2 separate regions of the Mus musculus genome follow, and region 1 is linked to region 2. The links are chromatin contacts, called in public HiChIP or PLAC-seq maps. All regions are on one chromosome and are shown on one strand. The core of a region is the stretch at or near the end of the contact, and the rest is flanking DNA. Distances in the headings are between cores, read along the strand shown.

What was found. HiChIP or PLAC-seq counts read pairs in DNA pulled down with a chosen protein or histone mark.
Region 1: an H3K27ac HiChIP or PLAC-seq map of large pre-B cells shows a contact between it and region 2, with 2.0 times the contacts expected there. The contact joins the enhancer-like site here to the promoter of Rara in region 2. A contact is called at or near these places in 3 of 39 promoter capture datasets (frontonasal cranial neural crest, hippocampal neurons and maxillary cranial neural crest), 1 of 484 Hi-C or Micro-C datasets (CD8 T cells), 2 of 115 datasets of contacts at active chromatin or transcription factors (forebrain and large pre-B cells) and 2 of 9 other capture datasets (adipose tissue and pancreatic islet).

The regions. Positions count from the first base shown.
Region 1 is chr11:99,250,240-99,255,327 of GRCm38.p6, reverse strand. The region is part of intron 2 of Gm32385 (a long non-coding RNA gene); the gene reads right to left. Among named protein-coding and RNA genes, the nearest start is that of Krt222, 8.6 kb to the right of the region's middle. Within about 2 kb of position 2,172, at least 16 of the 459 cell types and tissues checked have an H3K27ac peak or open chromatin away from gene starts, as enhancers often do.
Region 2 is chr11:98,935,455-98,941,242 of GRCm38.p6, reverse strand. Rara (retinoic acid receptor, alpha) reads right to left here and starts at 3,547. Exons shown (of 9, transcript NM_009024.2): 1 at 3,364-3,547. It overlaps Gm46294, which reads left to right. Exons shown (of 3, transcript XR_003949771.1): 2 at 3,041-3,319; 3 at 3,702-3,980.

The sequences.
Region 1 (5,088 bases), core at 923-3,422, 320 kb before region 2:
ACTTTCCGAAAGACTAAAGGTTTCAAAAAGCTAAAGAAAGAATTTACAAAAGCATGCGTAAGAGTTCAACTTAAAGGGAATAGAGGGGATGCTGGCTGGATCCCTGATTTTGTTTGTTGTGAGAGAAGGTCTTGCTATGTAGTCTTTGATAACCTTCAAACTAGAGCCTCCTGCCTCAGCCTCTCAAGTACTCCTGGGATTACAGCCATGTACCCATGCCCACTTCTTCCCTTGTTACTGTTGTTGATGATGTGTGTGCGTGCGTGCGTTTGTGTGTGTGTGTGCACGTGCGTGTGCATGTCTGCATGTGTGTGTGCTTGTGCATGTGTGTGCTGTGTGTCTGTATGTGTGTGCACATGTGTGTTCGTGTGTGTGTGTGTATGTGTGTGCATGTGCAGTTGTTCTGGCAGTTAGGGAAACTACTTTTCCCTTGTTTTTAACAGAAAGAAAAACTACTCTTATTTTAATTCTTTTTTACCCTTTTTAGTCTTTTCTTATTTTTACAACGAAATGTAAATAATAGATGATAGATCAATTGAGAGACAATAGATAAGCTACAGAGTCATAGATGATAACCATACAAAGAGATAGAAAAACTATAGAGTGAAGATGTATTTTCATGACAGATGCATACACTCAACATGCATAAAGTCCTAGCTTTGATTTCCAGAACAAAACAATAAGTTGTTGCCCCTGAAGACTGTTTCTTGGGACACTTCCCACCTCCTCCTTTAAATCAGAGTAGTTTCTACAGTGTCAGCATCAGTTGGTAAAGCATGAGAGCCTGAGAGTGGATCCACAGCCCCCTCAGAAAAGCTGAAAGTGGTCACATACTCCTGTAGCTTTTAACCCAACCCTGGGGAAGGAGAGACAGGAAGATCCCTGAGGCTCACTGGCTAGCCAGCCTGGGCCAATCCATGAGCTCAGATTCATGAGCGTCACATTGTGTGGGTGATCCTGTCTCAAAAACTAAGAGAGAGGGTGTGTTTGGGGAATACACCCAGCATTAACATTTGACCTCCACATGCACAGGCACACATTCTAATACACACACACACACACACACACACACACACACACACACACACACAGACAGATACAAATACACAGCACACACAAAAAAGATATTTATTTAATGTTGATGTATTATGTATACACTGTTTTGCCTGCATGTATGCCTGCACACCAGAAGAGGGCACCACATCCCGTTACAGATGGTTGTGAGCCACCATGTGGTTGTTAGGAACTGAATTCAGGACTTCTGGAAGATTAGTCAGTGCTCTTAACTGATGAGCCATCTCTCCAGCTCCAAAAAAAAGATATTTTTAACATAGATTTAAGTAGGTGGCTATTAGAAAGAGAGGCACTCGGGAGAGAACTGCACATATCCAAGCACAGGCACAGACTTTCTAAGCAAGAATAACACTGAAAGTTTCTTACCAGTAGCCACTCCCAGGACTCAGGGTTCTCTCTAGTTCTATCTCAGACCATTGCTAAGAACCCTGTCTTTGATAAATGGCACATAGGGTGAATCCTGGGGTGCTTTAGAGAGAAACAAAATCACATAAGGTCCCCACAGGTCACAAAGTTTAAACAATGGGACTAAGGCAAGCTTTGTACTGTGGGCAGAATGTTGTAATTGTAATTCTTGGGGAGCTTCTATGCCCCTTGCTCCCAAATAACTTCAGGGTGTTTTTACACCTGCTGTAACCCATTCTAGCTCCCAAATAAAGGAACAGAAACCTAGTGTTTTTATTAATAAACTGTAAGCAGATTCTGATCTGTTCTAGCCAAACTAGGCTGCTACCACCTAGCCAAACAGTCCTTTAACTGCATCTGTGTCTAGCCTTGGCTATGACATCTGGTCCATGTGTATGCTCACGGCAGCTCTCTTTGTTATTAACCAGCCACAGGTGATGGAAAACAATTTTTACATAACATAAAGACCAGAGATGCTTGACCATGCATGCCATCCTCCACTCAGCAAGTGATAACTGTGTTTCAACCCCACTAGTAAAGGCTGGACTCCACCATCTGATATGATTGACTAATTGTCACAAAGAGGAAGGGGGAAAGTTAGGAAACGTAAATCCTTGTCCAGCTAACCACCCTTTAACAAGAGCAAACACAAACCACGTTTCTCGCTGTGGCCACTGAGAAAAACAGGGTGGAGAAGAGGAACCAGACTCTGAATCTTTATAGCCTGTAAAGCTAACAATAGAATGCAATTGTGCTACACTGTAACAATGTGTGATTAAGGTCCTAACATAACCTCCTCCTGTAATAAAGTATTTGCCTGTGCTCAATAGCGAGAAACATGACAGGAAGCAGAAGCACCATGGAAGATGCCAGAAGAGACTTTGTCCTGCTTTTTTATTATCGAGCTACAGGGACAAGAGATGAGCCCAGTGGGTAACAAGGTCCCTGCTTTATCACTCCACGGGAGGTGTACGGGACAGATGGGCATGCATGGAAGCATTTCTCATACACACAAAAGCCTGCTGGAAAATGCTGACAAGCAAGCATGTTCATTGCAAAACTCTTCATCAAAGTGTCGTCTTCATAACTAACACACAGAACAAGCTCAACCACACCATGTGGAGACACGCTCTGTCGTGTGAGCAGAACTCAGCTACATCCCAAAAAAAGACGACTAGCTGGTAAAGGCTCTCACCCATACCAATTATTTTGAAAGTTTAAAAGAAAAAAAATTCCTGTATTTGCTGGCCAATTGTGTATCTTTAATCCTATTAAAATATAGGCTTGATTGAGTAGTATCTTAAGCCGCTAATGAAATTATACTTTGTGAACCGAGTAATACCCAAGCCCTGAGAGATTATTGCCCCAAATTAAAAGATAGTGGGTGGAACTGTCTATCTAAAGAAAGGCTAAAGCACAAAACTGCCTGGAGGAAAAAGCCAACGAGTATGAACTTGTATAACTGTCCGTCTATCTGTGCCGCTTTATAGAATAAAAACAGCACAAAGCCAGCAGGATGCCTCAGCAGGGAAAGGTGCTACCTGCTGCCAAGTCTTATGACTTGAGTTTGATTCCCAGGACCCACTGGGTGGAAAGAGACAACCAACTCCAGCAAGTTATTATCTGACCTCCACACGTGCACCATGGTACATGTATTCACACCCAATAGATAAATAAGTCTTTAACTATATATGTACAGACAGATAATAATGATGATGGTGATGATGATGATGATATATATATATATATATATATATATCGAGAGAGAGAGAGAGAGATAATATGATGATAGATGATAAATGTAGAGACAGATACATAGATAATAGATATAAAGATAGATAAGTAGATATAGAGATGAATGATAGATTAGATAGATATAGAGATAGATGACAGTAGATTTAGAGACAGATACATAGATGTTAAATATAGAGATAGATAAAAGATATAGATGACAGGTGATAGATACAGAGGTAGATGATGATGAAGTAGATAGGTAGGTAGATAGATAGATAGATAGATAGATAGGTAGATAGATAGATAGATAGATAGATGATAGATAGATGATAGATAGATAGATAGATAGATAGATAGGTAGATAGGGTGATGGAGATAGATGTGTGTGACAGATAAAAGTATTAAATAGATTAAGATTTATCATCCTTTGGTTCAGCAGTTAAGAGCATTGGCTGCTCTTCCAGAGGTCCTGAGTTCAAATCCCAGCAACCACATGGTAGCTCCCAACCATCTGTAATGGGATCTGATGCCCTCTTCTGGTGTGTCTGAAGACAGCTACTGTGGACTCATATACATTAAATAAATAAATAAATTTCAAAAATGAAAAAAATTCATTTGTTTCAAAAAAAGATTTATCATCCTTGCATATAACAATGTATCATATAAAAATAAATTGATCTATTACTATTCCTTTCATGATTGTCACAGGCTTCCATAAGCACAGGCTGAAAGAGATGTCATTTACTCTAAAACCCAATGCCGGGGCTGGAAAGATGGCTCAGTGGTTAAGAGCACTGACTGCTCTTCCGAAGGTCCTGAGTTCAATTCCCAGCAACCACATGGTGGCTCACAACCACCTGTAATGAAATCTGACATCCTCTTCTGGTGCATCTGAAGACAGCTACAATATACTTAGATGTAATAATAAATAAATCTTTAAAAATAAATAAATAGATAGATAAATTAATAAATAAAACCCAATGCCAAATTCCTACCACATTGTTTAGTTTTTAAAAATCCCCAACATGAAAGACAGCTGCTTGATTTGGGGGCTTTTTATAAATACTAAAAACACAAGGAATGGGGCATTGTTGAACTACTGGTCTGTCTCCTGGTAATTCAGTGCCTTCACCTCCCTCAAGTAGACGGGGAATACAGAAGATGCAAACTAGTTCCTCTACAAAGGGCGTTTCCACTTGAGTAAGAGGACATAGGTATGAGTGGAACACACAGATCAATTACAAGTGGGAAATCCTGGCCCAAGCAATTACTGGGCACAAGATAAACAATGAAACTAACTACATCTGCTTGACACACTTGAAGTCATGTGATCACAGAGTAGACAGATGCTCAGAACACCCTTATCATCGTTACAATCTTAATACTGCAGATCTTTAAGGCAAAGCATTTTCTCACACATGGAAAGGGGATTTTAAAGTGTGGTTCTGATTAGTTTTTCTCTTCCTGTATAATATTGTTACTCTGTGATCAGTCTCTGTGAGGAAATTTGAACAAAAGCCAAGCTGTCTCCCAGGCCTTCATCTCAGCGAAGGGAACTCAGGTCCAGGAACTCATGTTCAGTGGAAACAGTGATTCCCTTCACATGTTTGTTCTCTGCTCTCTCTGTACCTGGCTCGGAGCTGGAGAGTGCTGACAGCATGGGGCTTGCATCAGCCAGACTGTGCAGCTGAGCACCCAGCACTAAGCAGGCATTTCCCTCCCGCCCTCGAGAGAACACTTCCCACACAGAGGGAAAAGAAGACAAGATAAAGGGAATGGGAAGAGGTTGGGCTTTAAGACTGAGGCTGCAGATCCTGTTCCTGCACCGGAGAGCCTGCAAACCAACCAAACTGTAGGGGTGTTTGGGGACATGAT
Region 2 (5,788 bases), core at 2,298-4,797:
AGGGCTGCCTGACTCTACGGCAGCCTATGATAGGGTAAAGGGGTCCCTCAGGCAGGATAGGAGCATCAGAACTCCAATTAGGTTGACATGGGGGAGGTGGGGGGATGTGCTTTCCTAGTTCCAACCAGGAAGGCATATCCAGTGGAGGTGGGGGGCTGGCTGCAGAAATTCCACCTGTCATTTTGCAGCCCCTCACTGGCCAGCTCCAGTTACAAGGCTGGGGTTGGCAACAGGTGCTGGCCAGGCTGGCAGCAGACTAATCCCCCATCAGCTCCTGGGAGCCTGGAGGTCCAGCAGGGGGCTTTGGGGGCAGATGCTAAATGGAAGGAGGTATCTCAGAGCAGTCTCAGGACCTCTGCAGGAGGCAGCCCCTAAGTGATGGAGGAAGCAGGGAAGCCAGGCAAAACCTACAAACACCTATTTCATCTTCCCTGTGATGCCAGGCCGGCGGGCGCACTAGAGTCTGGGAGGTCTGTCTGCCTGCCTGCCTCTTCCTCCTCCTTACTAAATTCCTGGAACAGGCAAGGGAGGTTCCAGTTGCAAAGAGAAGAGAAGGCAGGCGGTCCCAGCTTTGGGGAGGGGGGGGAGATCCAAGGAGGGGTGTGGGGACCAGAGAGGGAGGCAAGAGCCAGACAAGAGCCAGACGAAGCAAGAGACACCCACACCCTAACCAGACTAGGGACACACACACACCCACACTGACATATTCTCACACTCTGGGCCAGGTCCCCCTCACGCCTCCCACCCTGCAGGGACACCCAGACACCCTCAACTCATCTTGCCAATTCCCAGAACACCTCCTTAGACACACAAGGAGATCCAGACCCTGCCCTGCCCTGCCCCCACAGCCCACAGAAAGCGTGTGGGCTCCAGACAGCAGCAGGAGGGCGGGTGGAGGGAAACACAGGAGGAAAAGACAGCAGGCGTCAGCTAGGATGTGTAGCCAAAGCCTCTGCAAGCTGGGGGTATCAGTGGCTATGCTTCTTTCTCAAGACTTGGTAAGTCAAGACAACCTCGGTCATCTTGCCAGAGGCTCTTGCCACAGCTTCCCACACTCTCAAAACCACCACCACCAGCCAGGGGTGGGGTGCTGGGAGCAAATCATTGTACTTACTTGTCAAAGGGATGGGATTGCCTTCCCCAGCCACCATCACCCTACATCCTAGGCAGTGCTCCCCAGCAGACCGTAGGGAGGACTCAGCGCACCAGGGCCCCCTCCAATTGAGAAGGGGTCCCTCTCTGCTCAGGCATCCCCGGGGGCATTAAGGCTATTCCGAGCCCTGCCCGCATGACGCCTAACTCTGAAGACTATCCATCTAAAACCCCAGTTCCTGAACAGAGTCACCTGGTAAGAAAAAAACGCAGAAGGCAGAGCCAGCTTCAGAGAGCAAACGGTTAACGGAAGCGTCCGTGTCAGTGTCCCCCCCACCCCCACCCAAGCAGACCTGAAGGCTACTCAAGTGTCCTCACCCCCTCACTAGACAGGCTGACAGGAACAACGTCATGGCGTGTGTGGGTGACTGTGCCCACCGGAGGAGGCACAGGGGTGATCAGGATGAGCTACAGCTAGCTTCCTGCCAGGCTGCCACATGGTTAAGAGGAGGAGGTGAACCAGAGAGGGATCCCAGAGTGGCAGCAGGTGCATTCAGGGTCAGATGAGAGAGAGAGAGAGAGAGAGAGAGAGTCAGAGCTGTGGCAGGCAAGGCCCAGCCCGGGGGGCTTCACTGAACTGCGACCAGCTCCTGCAGTGTGGGTCTTCTGCATACACCACAGGTTCACACCCTCCAAGTGCCTGCACACCCACCATCGTAGGCTCCCAAGGGCCTACTTGAGTCTGACCCCACTGACCGCTCTGCTTCCCAGCCCAGCCTCCCAGGCAGCAGTGATGTATATGCCAACCCCTCCCAGTGCATCATCTTTCAGAGACACAAACTCTGTGACTCCACATCCCCCCCTATTCCTCAGGAGAAAGAGCTACATAGATAACTCCAGAACCTCTTCTTGCTCCCTCCCCCTACTCATCTCCACCCCTCCAGGGGAAGCCCCAAGGCTCCAGGCCACCCCCACTCGAATCTGGGCCTTCCGTGCTTCATCTCCATACAAAGCCCTGGAGGAGTAAGAGGAGTTTGGGGGTCTGAACCCTAATTTCCTCACAGGACATCAGAGTCCTTACTGGATAATATCCTCCCCCGCCACTCCCCCACTCGCGTGCCCCAAGTTTTGCCTTGTGAAGATAAAAGATGACAAATCTGAGTCCCATCCCCGGGCTGATGGGGTGATCAAGGGCAGAACTGAGAGCAAAGGGTAGCAATTCTGTTGGAAAACATCCACACATACATGTGCACACGGTCCACAGGTAGAAGGTAGCCATCTGGCTGCAACATCGGGAGCTGGCATCAGGTAAGGAGCAAGGGGTACCATCCCTTCCATGCCAGCATGCTGGGCATCCTATCCAAGACGGGATGAATAGTGGAGGGGCAGGGCAAGAAACTTCCCAAGACTCAGTTTGTTGTTGTTGTTGTTGCTTTTTAAATTATTTCCATATGAGCTAGCCCCCACCCCCAGCCTTGCACACTGGGGAATCTGTCCCCCTTTCCCACGAACAGTAAGACAGCAGGGCAGTGCCCAGAGAGAAAAGGAGACACAGTTAAACTGATCTGCCAACCACCCCTCAACATACACACATCTGGCTAGCAGCTTCCAAGCCTCGTGGGTGGCACTAAATCCCAGACATCCTCAGCGAAGCAAGGTCGGCCAGTCTATTCTGTCCTTCCCTCACCCCAAAAGGCTTCCACAAGCCCCAAGTAACACAAAACTCAGGCGCGTCTCACCCAACTGCTCTGGCTCCCGCACCCAATTCTGACGGCTCCCCCACACTCCAACCGAGACACCAGCTGAGCGGGCCCCGCCCCCCCAGCCAGTTCCCTCTGGTGGGGGTGGGCCCCTGGCTGATTCTCCCCAAACCACAGGGCGGCTCAGGTAACAGGAGAAAGAGTAGGAGGGGGCTAGTCCGTTGGGCATCTGATCTCTCCCCAAACAGGTTTCAAGAAGTCTTTTTGTTTGGTTTGGGTTTGAAGAGAAAAGAGAGTTCCCAGCAGTAGATCCGCCACGACTGGAGCGCCGAGGACACGCGCGGCAGGCGGCCGCAGAAGCCTCAAGGCTGTGCGCGCGAAGACGCGGCGCAGACGGGGCTCCCCAACCCCGGACACGCCAGCGGCAGGCTGGGAAGTCCAGGAAACCCCAGGTCCCCGTCGAAACTGCCGGGCACCCAGTCCCCGCCCGCAGTTCCCATCCAGAGTGGGCCACCGGGCCCCGAAGTGTGAGAGAATCGAGGGTTCCCCAGGGTTCCAGGGGAGAGGTTACCTCGAAGCGAGGGGATGCAACCCGTCTGCGTGTCTGCGGGCACAGGGTCTGCCCCAAGCAGGCGCCGCGGCGCTGCCCGGCGTCAGGGGTGTGGGGTCCTCCGAGAGGAGCCGTCCGGGGGGCCGCAGCTCAGGGGCGCGGGGCGACGGCAGCGGCCATGGCGAGTCACGTGCAGAGGCTGAAACTTTACCCGGAGCCCTAGACTGGGGGGGGCGGAGGGTATGGAGCTGGGGTGGGAGGGAGGCCCCCCTGCCGCAGGCCCGCCCCTGCATGCCACGGGCCAATCACTAACCGGGGGCGGGTCCTCATGCTCACACCCGCCCCTCTCTCCTTAATAGACCCAGGGAAGGGCGAGTCTTAAAGGAGACGCTTCCAGCTAGTGGCCGGACCGTGGGAATCTGGGAGAATCCCTCCCTCAACACGCCAGAAAGAGATTCGGGGTGTGTGTGTGTGGGGGGGGGGGCGGTGTGAAGTTCAGAGAAAAGAATAAATTACGACTCGGCGGTGAACGAACCTCAGGGTGCGGGATCCTACACACACTCCCTTTCCCCACCCCCCACCCCGCTACACGCCCACACTCACAGAGACACACACACATCACACACACCTACCAAACCTGGGAAGAAAGGAGGTGGTGTAATATGGAGAACGCACTGACTCCTGCCCCAGCTGTCAAGTCTCTGTCTCTCCTAATCACAATCCTCCGGGGCCAGCTGAAACTGAAAGCTATCTGACCTTGAGCAAAACACTTGGCTCCTCTGGACCTTAGTATTTCTCATCTGTAAAGCCGAAGTACAAAGGGAAGACCGTCTTCTCCATAGAACATCCTTCTTTCCCAAACACCTCTCCGGCTTGAGTAGGTTAGAGGAAATTTCTAGCTCAACTGAATCCCTTCGAGTAGCTAGAAATATGGTCACCCCAAGCCAGCTCTTTGGACGGCCTGGAGTCGCTCTCCATTCTAGAAGACCCACTTGAGGGCCGAGGGCAGTTCATACATGTTCCAGGAGGACAGGATCTGAACCACACTCCATCTCCAGACCTCAATTCCCAACTGTCACAAGCCCCCTCCGGGCCAGCCGGAGGTTAAGGTTTCCACCTCTAACACTGCACTGGAGGAGGGTGAGTCCACTATGCAGTGCCTACCTCACCCGAGTTCCCGGGCAGAGAAGTGGCAACTGCCCCCCACAGGACATCCCACTGGCAAGGGAAGTGCCACACACCCAGGCCTCCACCCTGGGGACGCTCAGTCTAATCCGATGTCCGGATTTTCAGACTAAGAACAGGAGGTCCGAGGCCCATATGGGATTTTGTCCACGGTTGCATGGGTGTCTGAACCGGGCCTAGAACTAGAATATCTGCTTGTCTCTCTGTGGCTTTGCTCTGGCGGCCTTGGAAGGTAGGTAGCACAGCTCAGGTCCGTGGGACACTCTGTCCAGAGGTCGGACGCAAGGGAAAACTCCGCAAAGCGGTGCAGCGCTTCCCCAGACCCTTGCCGCCCCGCTGGGCTAGCGCAGTCTCCCGCTCCCGTCTGGATTTCCGCCGGGGCGAACCACCCGCCCAGCCCCTCTCTTGCCGCCCCGCCCCGATCTGTCCCGTCCAGATCCATCCACAAACATGCGCTCAGCAGGCAAGAATGCGTCAATGGCTCCCAGATGTGGAGGCCGCCGCTTAACCCATTCCCTTCCACGCACCCACTCCCGTGCCCCCGTCAAGCCTTCCAGCCAGAGCCCCACCATCATCAGGAGCCTCCATACAAGTGAGGAACCTACCTGGCTGAGAGGGTAGCCTAGGGCCAGTTCACCTCTAGTTTCCATAGGCTCCTCTAGCCTAGATCCTACCAGATAGGTGCATGCACAGAGTTACACTGCCTCCCTCCCACATGGGCAGCCTTCAGACACACCTGCGGGCATATGGATTCAGGTACACTTTTTTCAGGTACTTTTTCTTCTTCTTTCTTTCTTTCTTTCCTTCCTTCCTTCCTTCCTTCCTTCCTTCCTTCCTTCCTTCCTTCCTTTCTTTCTTTCTTTCTTTCTTTCTTTCTTTCTTTCTTTCTTTCTTTGTTCTTCTTCTTTCCCCTTCTTTCTTTCTTCTCCTTTCTTCTTTTTCTTCTTCTTTCTTCTTCTTGGACAGGGGTTCAGAAACCTCTGTGTAGCCCTGACTGTACTGGAACTTGCTCAGTAGACCTGGCTGGCCTTGAACTCAGGGGATCTGTGCCTGCCCTGCCTTCTGGGTGCAGGGTAGGATTAAAGGTGTGTGCCTTACCTTGTTGCATATGGGTATACTCTTCTTGAACACACACCCTGGGACAAATGGCCAGCCCCACACATGCTCATAATGTGACTGTGTACACCTCCAAGGCATATATGCACACCCGACACACACACACAAAGGGTGCCTACACATAAGGCCATGGAGTGGAGTGGAG